2 separate regions of the Mus musculus genome follow, and region 2 is linked to region 1. A link is a contact called in public Hi-C data. All regions are on one chromosome and are shown on one strand. Each heading gives the region's core, a stretch centred on a gene start, on an enhancer-like site or on the middle of the called end of the contact. The rest is flanking DNA. Distances are from core to core; before and after follow the strand shown. Region 1 overlaps Gm33370 (predicted gene, 33370). Region 2 has its middle 10 kb from the start of Prdm8.

Evidence for each region. A called contact is a pair of places that touch in the nucleus more often than the background predicts.
Region 2: a Hi-C map of rod photoreceptor shows a contact between it and region 1, with 2.6 times the contacts expected there. The contact joins two enhancer-like sites. A contact is called at or near these places in 1 of 484 Hi-C or Micro-C datasets (rod photoreceptor), 5 of 115 datasets of contacts at active chromatin or transcription factors (large pre-B cells, memory CD8 T cells, regulatory T cell precursor and 2 more) and 1 of 9 other capture datasets (liver).

Annotation. Positions count from the first base shown.
Region 1 is chr5:96,909,830-96,913,900 of GRCm38.p6, forward strand. It overlaps Gm33370 (predicted gene, 33370), which reads right to left. Exons shown (of 3, transcript NR_168888.1): 2 at 1,133-1,298; 3 at 441-720. Among named protein-coding and RNA genes, the nearest start is that of Gm24623, 4.2 kb to the left of the region's middle. Within about 2 kb of position 1,927, at least 168 of the 459 cell types and tissues checked have an H3K27ac peak or open chromatin away from gene starts, as enhancers often do. A contact at or near this core is called in rod photoreceptor, where this site is marked.
Region 2 is chr5:98,168,368-98,172,438 of GRCm38.p6, forward strand. It overlaps a transcript of Prdm8 not described here. Among named protein-coding and RNA genes, the nearest start is that of Prdm8, 10 kb to the right of the region's middle. Within about 2 kb of position 1,709, at least 11 of the 459 cell types and tissues checked have an H3K27ac peak or open chromatin away from gene starts, as enhancers often do. A contact at or near this core is called in rod photoreceptor, where this site is marked.

The DNA.
Region 1 (4,071 bases), core at 677-3,176:
GCATGTGGGAGGGCTTGGTGCTGCTTCTATGTGACTGATGGCCACAGACCTCTGAGGGGTAGGGGAGGCAGTAGCAGCGACTGGATCCAGGGGCCCCAGAGGCATGGCTGAACTCCTATGGTCCCATGAAGGCAAAAGTCACCACCCACCAGGTCTCCAGAGTTCAAGGCCTGTGCTCAACTGGGACAAGCTGTCTGTGCACAGTTCACTGCCCCATAACTCTCAAAGATGGACTATGCCCTGGAAAAGTAAGCTAAATAAACTCTCTTCCCCACGTTTTGGTGGTGTTGGTGGTTTTTTGTTTTGGGTTTTTTTTTTTCCCCCATGATATTTATCACAGCAATAGAAAGCAAACTCAGATATCATTTTGTGGTAAGAATTTTGGTTTCTTAAAATACACACACATACACACACACACACACACACACACACAGAGAAAAGAACGTGCTTTCATTTTATTCCCAGGTGTGGGACATGGGGCTGCTTCAGCGTGTACGAAGCAGCTGACTGATTTTCCTTGAGCTCTGGTGGGGGCATGATTCTGACACTTGAAGACAGTTTTATGCGATTGTGTGGTGTTTGGAATTCTGGAAAGTTTTCAGGGAATATATAAAAAAGGGCCCTGAGAGGTGGAGTTGTTGATTGTTGGTTGGTTGGTTGGTTGGTTGGTTGGTTGTTGGTTGTTAATGGTTGTTGTTGATTACAGTTTGATAAGTAGTCCTGTGCAAAAAGAAGAAACAAGAAGAAATCACATATCTTGACAGCAAAGATCAAACTTGCTCCCAGAAACTCAAGACCCCTGTTAGCAGGAACAGTCCCACCTATTAATGATAACACCCCCTTTTCCTTTCTATCCTTTTTTTTCTCCTATCTAGTGTTAGGGGGTTAAAAGGACAGAAAACAGATGGAGAAGGGTGGAAGAAAGAATAATCCACAAAGTAGCTAAAGCCTTGCTGCATCACTTAACTACATCAAGTTGTTAATTAATAATAGCAGTAATACTTACATTTGATTATTGGTAAGGTAGTTCCCTCCAATATTGCTATGGTCTTAAATAATAGCTTACGGCCACCCCCTCATATGGTCAAAGGATTCCACTTCTGAGATTCTGAGAAGACTAGTAGAACTGTACCTTACAGGGTCCTCTGTTTGCTTCTCTGTGCTGACTCTCTTCACTCAGAGCTCTTCCATTCCAGGCAGGCTTTGTTCACTTAGACTCTTTTCCAGGTTTTGGGGGTTGCTCTTTAATTCTGAGCATTTAGCTACTATCTCTCGCTGCAAAGGTTGGCAAGAGAATTCTGGCAAGTGGAGCAGATGTAAATAGAAGTGAGCTGAAAGTTTGTTCAGGACAATACCATAGATCCATCATCTCTCTACTCTACGGGGCTTCTTAGGCAAGATGGAGGGGGGGGGGGCTTAGAGCATGAGCTCTGGAGAACAATCACTGAATTCATTTCTTACACCTGTTCTGTTTTGGCCCTTTAACCTTGGGATTAAATTATATTTTTCCATAAAGTACTGGGAACAAATATACTAAGTGTTACCTATAAACGTTAACCAGAACTATATTGAGACATCTACAACAGTGTTCTCTCACATTTGAATGGCTGCCCTTCAAGGCAATGTTTGAACCTGTGCAAAATACAATAGAATATTCCTGGGATGATTGCAACAGGACAAAGGACCTTTCATGGTATTTCAACAGAAATAAATGGAGACTTGGCTACCCGCTAGACCATGCGTATGTGGCCTGTGGCTGGTTCTGAGCCCCTCACGGCTTTCACTTTGTCCCTGCCCACAGTCTTCAGCGGCCCCGTAGCTTTGATGCTTCCCTCCTCCCGGTTTGTAGTTCACTGTCATCAGCAGCCCGGTTTCCTGTCTTGTCATTGTCCAGCTGCTTGTCTGGCACCGCTAACTCCTTCCTCTTCCTCTCCAGAGGATGTCGACATTTCCAGTACAGACGGGCAACGCCACCAGCTCTTCTGGCTGCAGCTCTTCCTTCTTTAAACCTCCTTTGAAGCCTCGTGAGTTTCCTGTAATGACTGCGTCTCTGTTTTGGCTATTTTAGTACTTATGTGGCTTTTGATTTTGATCTGGATTCACATCTTCTAGCCAAAACCCATCTCCAACAAGTAGTTTGGGGTTTTGCTGGAAGGTAATTTGAATTTGTTTACAAGATCACCAACTCCCAATTTAGATGTCCTAAGACTTCTGAAGGGGAGTGGCCTTCCCAGAGTGCCTTGCCCTCATTATCACTAAGCTATGTTATTAGGCAGGGATGGGCTGTTTTGTTTGTGAGCTAATCCTGCTTCTTATAATTCTCAGTGCTCACTGCTGAATCAGGAGAAGCAGGGAAGTCACTTCAGCAGAACTGAAGAATTAAACACACACACACACACACACACACCACACACACCACACACACACACACACACACACACACACACCACACACACACACACACACACACACACACACACACACACACACACGCTGGTGCACGTATACCAACCACATAGAGCACAGGGCTATTTCATCATAATCATCTGACATCTTTTCTGCAGGAAGTCACAAATACAAAATAGATATGAACAAAAATAACTCAGTTGTCGTAACAGATGAGGAATGATCTCTGTCTTCTCCCTCCTTCCCCTCCTCCCGCTCCTCCCCCTCCTCTCTGTCCTCCTGTCTCTCCCCTTTCTCTTCCTCCTTCTCTCCTACCTCCTTTCCCTCTTCCATCTCTTCCTACTTCTCTCTGTGTGTCTTGATCTCTCTGGTCTCTCCCCTTCTTGTCCTTCTTCTCTGTTATCATTATTCATATGAATAATACAAAAAAAATCTCCCAGATATTTCTCTGTCTACTCTCAATGATTAGGGCCCCACAAGTGTTTGTTCTTTGAACCTTTCTTCCCCTGAGCAACTTTTGTGCTCCAGGTGCTCAGGAAAGAGATCAGATAGGTCCCTGGCACCCAGAACCTTCTAATTGGGTGGTGGTCATTTTTCACTACTGGGTGCTGGAAACTTTCTTTTAAGAAAAAGCCAGTGCATCTCAAGATTCCATGAGAAGAACACGAGGCAGGAGAAGACGGGGCTTATCCTGTGCCCCATCTCGAGGTTTCCTAAGAGGCCAGATGCAGTACAGAGCTGCTTCCTTCCTATTTCTGTTGCTCAGAACTCACAGCCAAACACTAAAACCCAGCAAATCAGTTGCCTTCCCACCATGCAGAGACTTTCCCTTGGCCGCTTGTTTTCATCAAATAAGAAGGTTCCTCTTACCTAACAGGGTTTCTTGTGCCCTGTCAGCCACAAGCCTAACTTCCAGCTCTTGTCCTGCTTTGGTTTTCTCCTCATAAAGACTTTTATTGGCTCTGCAGCATCACTATTTAGGCTCCCTGGGATGCTTACTGGAGGTCCACCATTCAAGAGTGACCGTTAAAGGTCTGGCTACGAGGCTGTCAGTAAAGTGCCTCCAATGCAAGCGTGAAGACCTAAGTCTCCCTCCCCAGCACCCAAGTGAAAAGCAGGGAAGCAGAGCATAAACCTGTAATTCCTGGGTGTGGTTGGGGAGGCTGAGGCAGAAGGATCCTGGGGCTTCTCTTCCTAGACAGCCCTGCCTTTAAAATAAAGTGAAGAGGAATTGGTGATTGAAAGATACCCAGTGTCAACCTCTGGACTCCACACACACACACACACACACACACACACACACACACACACCACTCATGCCCACAGAGCCAACATGAAGCTTGTAATCCAACCTATACTTTGGTCTTTTCTACTCTTTCCTTTTACAGAAGATTTATATTGAAACTTTTTAAAGCTCTGCTTCTGTGCCTCTTGACTTTTCCTAAAATGACTTCACCTAAAAGTAGCTGAGGCCAAGCAGAGCCCTTCTTGTAAACAACTGACAGGAGACATGATAGCCCTTAATGAGTACAATCTGGGCTGTCTCTGGCATTTTTGTGTGGACAAAATAATCAAAAGCTAATTTGAGCACAGAGGAAATGAATAAAACTTCTTGCCGCTGAAAAAACTCAGAGGAAATCAGGGTCAGGCAGAGTCCTGCTGTGC
Region 2 (4,071 bases), core at 459-2,958, 1.3 Mb after region 1:
TTGATCAGGGAGTGAGTGTTATGGTGAGGAGCAGCGCAGCCTCAGAATGTGAAGCTCTGGGTTCCCATTGCTAGCCAGAATAAGTGACGGGAAGTTCAGTCGCTTGCTCCTGAGCTCCTTCCTCCCAAAGCACTCGGGACACTCCGCACACTCCTCCCTTAAAGAAGACATTCCTAAGATGGAAAGTCAACCTCCGAGACCAGTCCTCTCTGTTTCTATAGAAGCTGAGGTTGGGGATGGAGAAAAGACGCTATAGGCCACGATGGCCTGGCCCCTGCGAGCCCATCTGACGTCCCCTTTAATCCCCAAGTGTCCCAGCGCGTGCCCACAGTGCCCTCCGGCCGGAGCAGGTTCCATAAGCTCTCAGAGTAAATCCCCTCGGAAACATTAATCACAGCGACCAGCAAGTGCAAACTGCGAGCCCGCCCGGTGTCTGCCCCTTAATCCCTCCCTCTGAAAAAGCAGAGGCGGACAGGGGCTCAGTTTATTCTTTACAGGAGCGGTCTCTTGACCGACTGGACGTGCTTTCCCGAGAATTCACGAAACCTTGACAAAAGTAAAGGGATGTGAGAGTGGAGAAAAGAAGTGAGGGGAGATAAGCGGGAAACTGGGGTGCAGGTTAATTACTGCGGAGTAACCCTAGCCAGGAGCCCAGAGATTGGACAGGAACGGCGGCACTGCGGTGGGGGTGGGGAGCAGTTGGAGGAACAGAACGCTGGGCTAGGTTGGGAGCTGGAGTTGGAACCCAGTTCTTTTCCTTCTGTGCTTCAACCCACGTGACCTCACGTAGGCGTTGTCCCCTTACAAGAATCAGGGTTTGCCCCTTTGGGGCTTGTTGCTCGCACTTGAGATTTCACTATCATGTCGTTCAATTAATCATATTCCAGTTCTCCTATTTTATTCAAAACCGTCTTCCAGTTCCCTCATAATCGTAATTTGCGCCATTGCCTTTTATCTTTGATTAATTAGGAAGCTGAAAATGATAATGGAGGGTTGGACCAATAAATTAGCTTTAAGAACAGACGGACCGACGTCCAGGGCTGCTGTGGGTGGGCACTGCAAAAGGGGGTGGAGGGAGAGTAGCGGCTTCCTGGGGCGAAATACACTAGCCGGCCTCAAACACGTGAGCTAGCACCACTCCCTGACTGAGTACTGAAAAGACCCCTTCCCTAGTTTGAGTCTGCACTTGGAGAGCGGCTAGTGAGGGCGGGCTTCACCATTCTTTGTGAATTTGAGGTTTAGAGACGCCCCTGTTGAAAATATTTCTTCAGCGAGGAGCTAGAAAGTTATCTTTGATTTTTGCCCTTTCCTTCTCTCTCCCCTTACTACTAATCGAGAGAGTGCGAAAATCTAAAATCAGCCCGTGGCTCCCAGGCCCAAGAGGCAAGCCCCCTTTCTCCTTCCACGAAATCGTTCACGCCTCCAGACGGGCTAAACGAGAGAGCACTTTGCGGCTCTTCACGGCTTCGCTCCAGCCTCTTTAGCTTTCAATTGAAAACCAATTAAAGGTTTCTATAAATCTGTTAGCTCCCCTTTTATCTGGGGACCCCTGATGCATGCGATATTGCCCTTTAGATGGCTCTTCCGTGTTTTGTTTTACAATTGTTGTATCAATATAATGCGGCCTTTCTTCTCCTGTCTCTATAGATACAGATACACAAGGAAAACCAGAGCTATTCAGGCTCATTTGTCCAGGAGCCTAGCAGCGGTGCCCTTTCTCTGCGGCTGCTTTCCCTGGTTCGGTAGCAGCAGTTATGGTAGAAGCAGATGGCTGCTGATTGGGGGAGCTTTGTGGCTCTAATGCTGAATACTTTATGGAAAAGGACTTTACCATGCTTGGTTGGGCAGAGGAACAAGAGGGTGAGATTTACGGCCAGGAAAAATAAATCTTTTTCCAAGTTGTGGCTCCCTTCTCACCAGTGTCTCCTCTGCCCCTGGGGTCAAACAGTAAGGAATTGGTCTGATTTGATTTGATTCGCCTTTCTGCTAACAGCATTTTTTAGTCAGGATCTGCGTGGAGCCTGCACCGAGAGCCAGAAGTTTATGAAAGACCCCAGGTTGCGGATGCTGCTTCAGCACGGGCTCACCCCGGGGTGACAAGCAGAAGGACGCGCTCTTAAAGGCTGTTGGAGGCCCTGTTTTCCTGTCTGTCTTGCTGAGCTGAGCGAGGCTTCCTTGCTGGTTATCCTATTATCGGTGAGGAACAAAAGGGGAAGCCAAAGCCAGAGGACAGACACTAATCTTGAAGGAGAGAGGAAAATGACAAATATGGAGAGCCAGGTGTGCTTATCACTTTGAAGGGGTTTGAGCTGGAAGGGAGTTTAAGGGATATCTGGGAATGCAACACTGTTTGGAAGGAGATTTAAATTCAGTTGTTGAGGGATACACACAGTGCAAGCCTCTGCTGGAGGACAAACTCACCTTAACACATACCCTTTACTGTTCATCTTCTCTTTATCTTTCCTGAGTTTTGCTTTTCTTAAGTCAGGTGTATTTTGCCTCTGCTGCTGAAGTGTGTACCCACCCCCACCCCTTGCCTGTAGATGCTGTTTTAAAGCACTGTCATACACACACACACACACACACACACACACACACACACACCGCATTAAGACAAGCTAACCAATCTCAATGCTGGCTCTCTTTCTACTTCAGGTATAGTCCTTGTTTTCCCGACCATGGAAATTCCATTTTTCCACTTTAAGAAACTTCCAGCCCTCCTTCTTGTTCCAAAGTCCCTTTATCCTGCATTCCATATTTTATCCTGACCCTAGAAACTTGTTGGAAGGCCGGGGCAGCTTCCAAAAAGGTCACAGTTTTCTACCAAAAACTTCCTCTACATCTCTGAAGCACACTGCTGCCCCACATTCCAGTAGGAACCTTTACATCTTGTTTCCTTCTAGAGAGGAGAAAACATTTAGTAGTTGAGGTAAGACTCAAAACTTATACTCACTGAGCATGTCAGACAGAAGCATTTAGATGCTTTGGACGGCTAACTTCTGGCCTTTTCCTAAGTCTAGGCCAAATGTTCTACCACACTTAATTCTTATGCTGACACATGGATTTTTTTTCCCATTAGATGTACTCTTCCTTCACAGGAAACAGCAGCACAGAGAAGCTGCCTAACCCCAGCATGTGTCAGAGCTGGGACCCCAGCACAAGCCTGCTCTTGCTGTATTGGAAGTTCAGAGAGGTTAAGAGGTTCTCTCAGACACCTAGCTAGCTAATTGAAGACTCAGAGCTCAAACATACACGTATTCAGCTTGCCAAATAGAGAGCACTTAACTACTGTCTCCATTATCCTTTAGAAGGAGGAATTTGGGGATCCACAAATGTTTCTGGATTCAGAGACTGGGCTGGAGATTTCAGATAGCTGAAGATCATAGCTTAGGGCAAACATAAGTAATTCTGGCTGCGGAGAGTGTGTGCGATAGGAGGAAGCAGCTGCTAGGTTAGTAGTAGGTACCAGCACTGGGGAGGAGGAAGGGGGAAATGGAGGTTGAGGGCTAAGGAGAGCTTAGCCCTGTCTGTCGCCCAAATAGCATAGGAGCTTAGGGCGTGGCTTGCTAACTATCCCTAGGAAAATTAGCAGTGCTCTGTGCCTGAGGGCTCTGGGGCGGCTGCTCTAGACTCAGCTGCTTGCTCCGGGTTTGTAGGGGGCCAGGGATGGGAAGGCTAGACACTTCCTTCCAGCCAGGGCTCGCGGACTTGTGAACAGAGGCAACTGGTTACAAGGCCTCAGTTTTGACTGTAAAACCTGAGTTAACCAGTAAACACATCTACAAGTTCCCCATCTTTCTGAGAGCCTTACCTCTGACAATCCCTCTCCTGAATCTAACGTGGCACTGTGATCTGTAGCACCTCCCAGGCCCGAAGTAGAGCTTCCCAATGGGAATGGGGGAAGGGGAGGAAATCATGTCCATTCCTTTTATCCGTCTATCCTGCCCTCCTGCAAACTCTTGAGGGCCCTTGCGTGGAGAGGCAGCCAGTATCTTCGATAGACAACCCATAACAGGTTTTGCCTACTACGTCTCCCAGTGCCTCCAACCAGAAGTCCTCAGCCTTCATTGA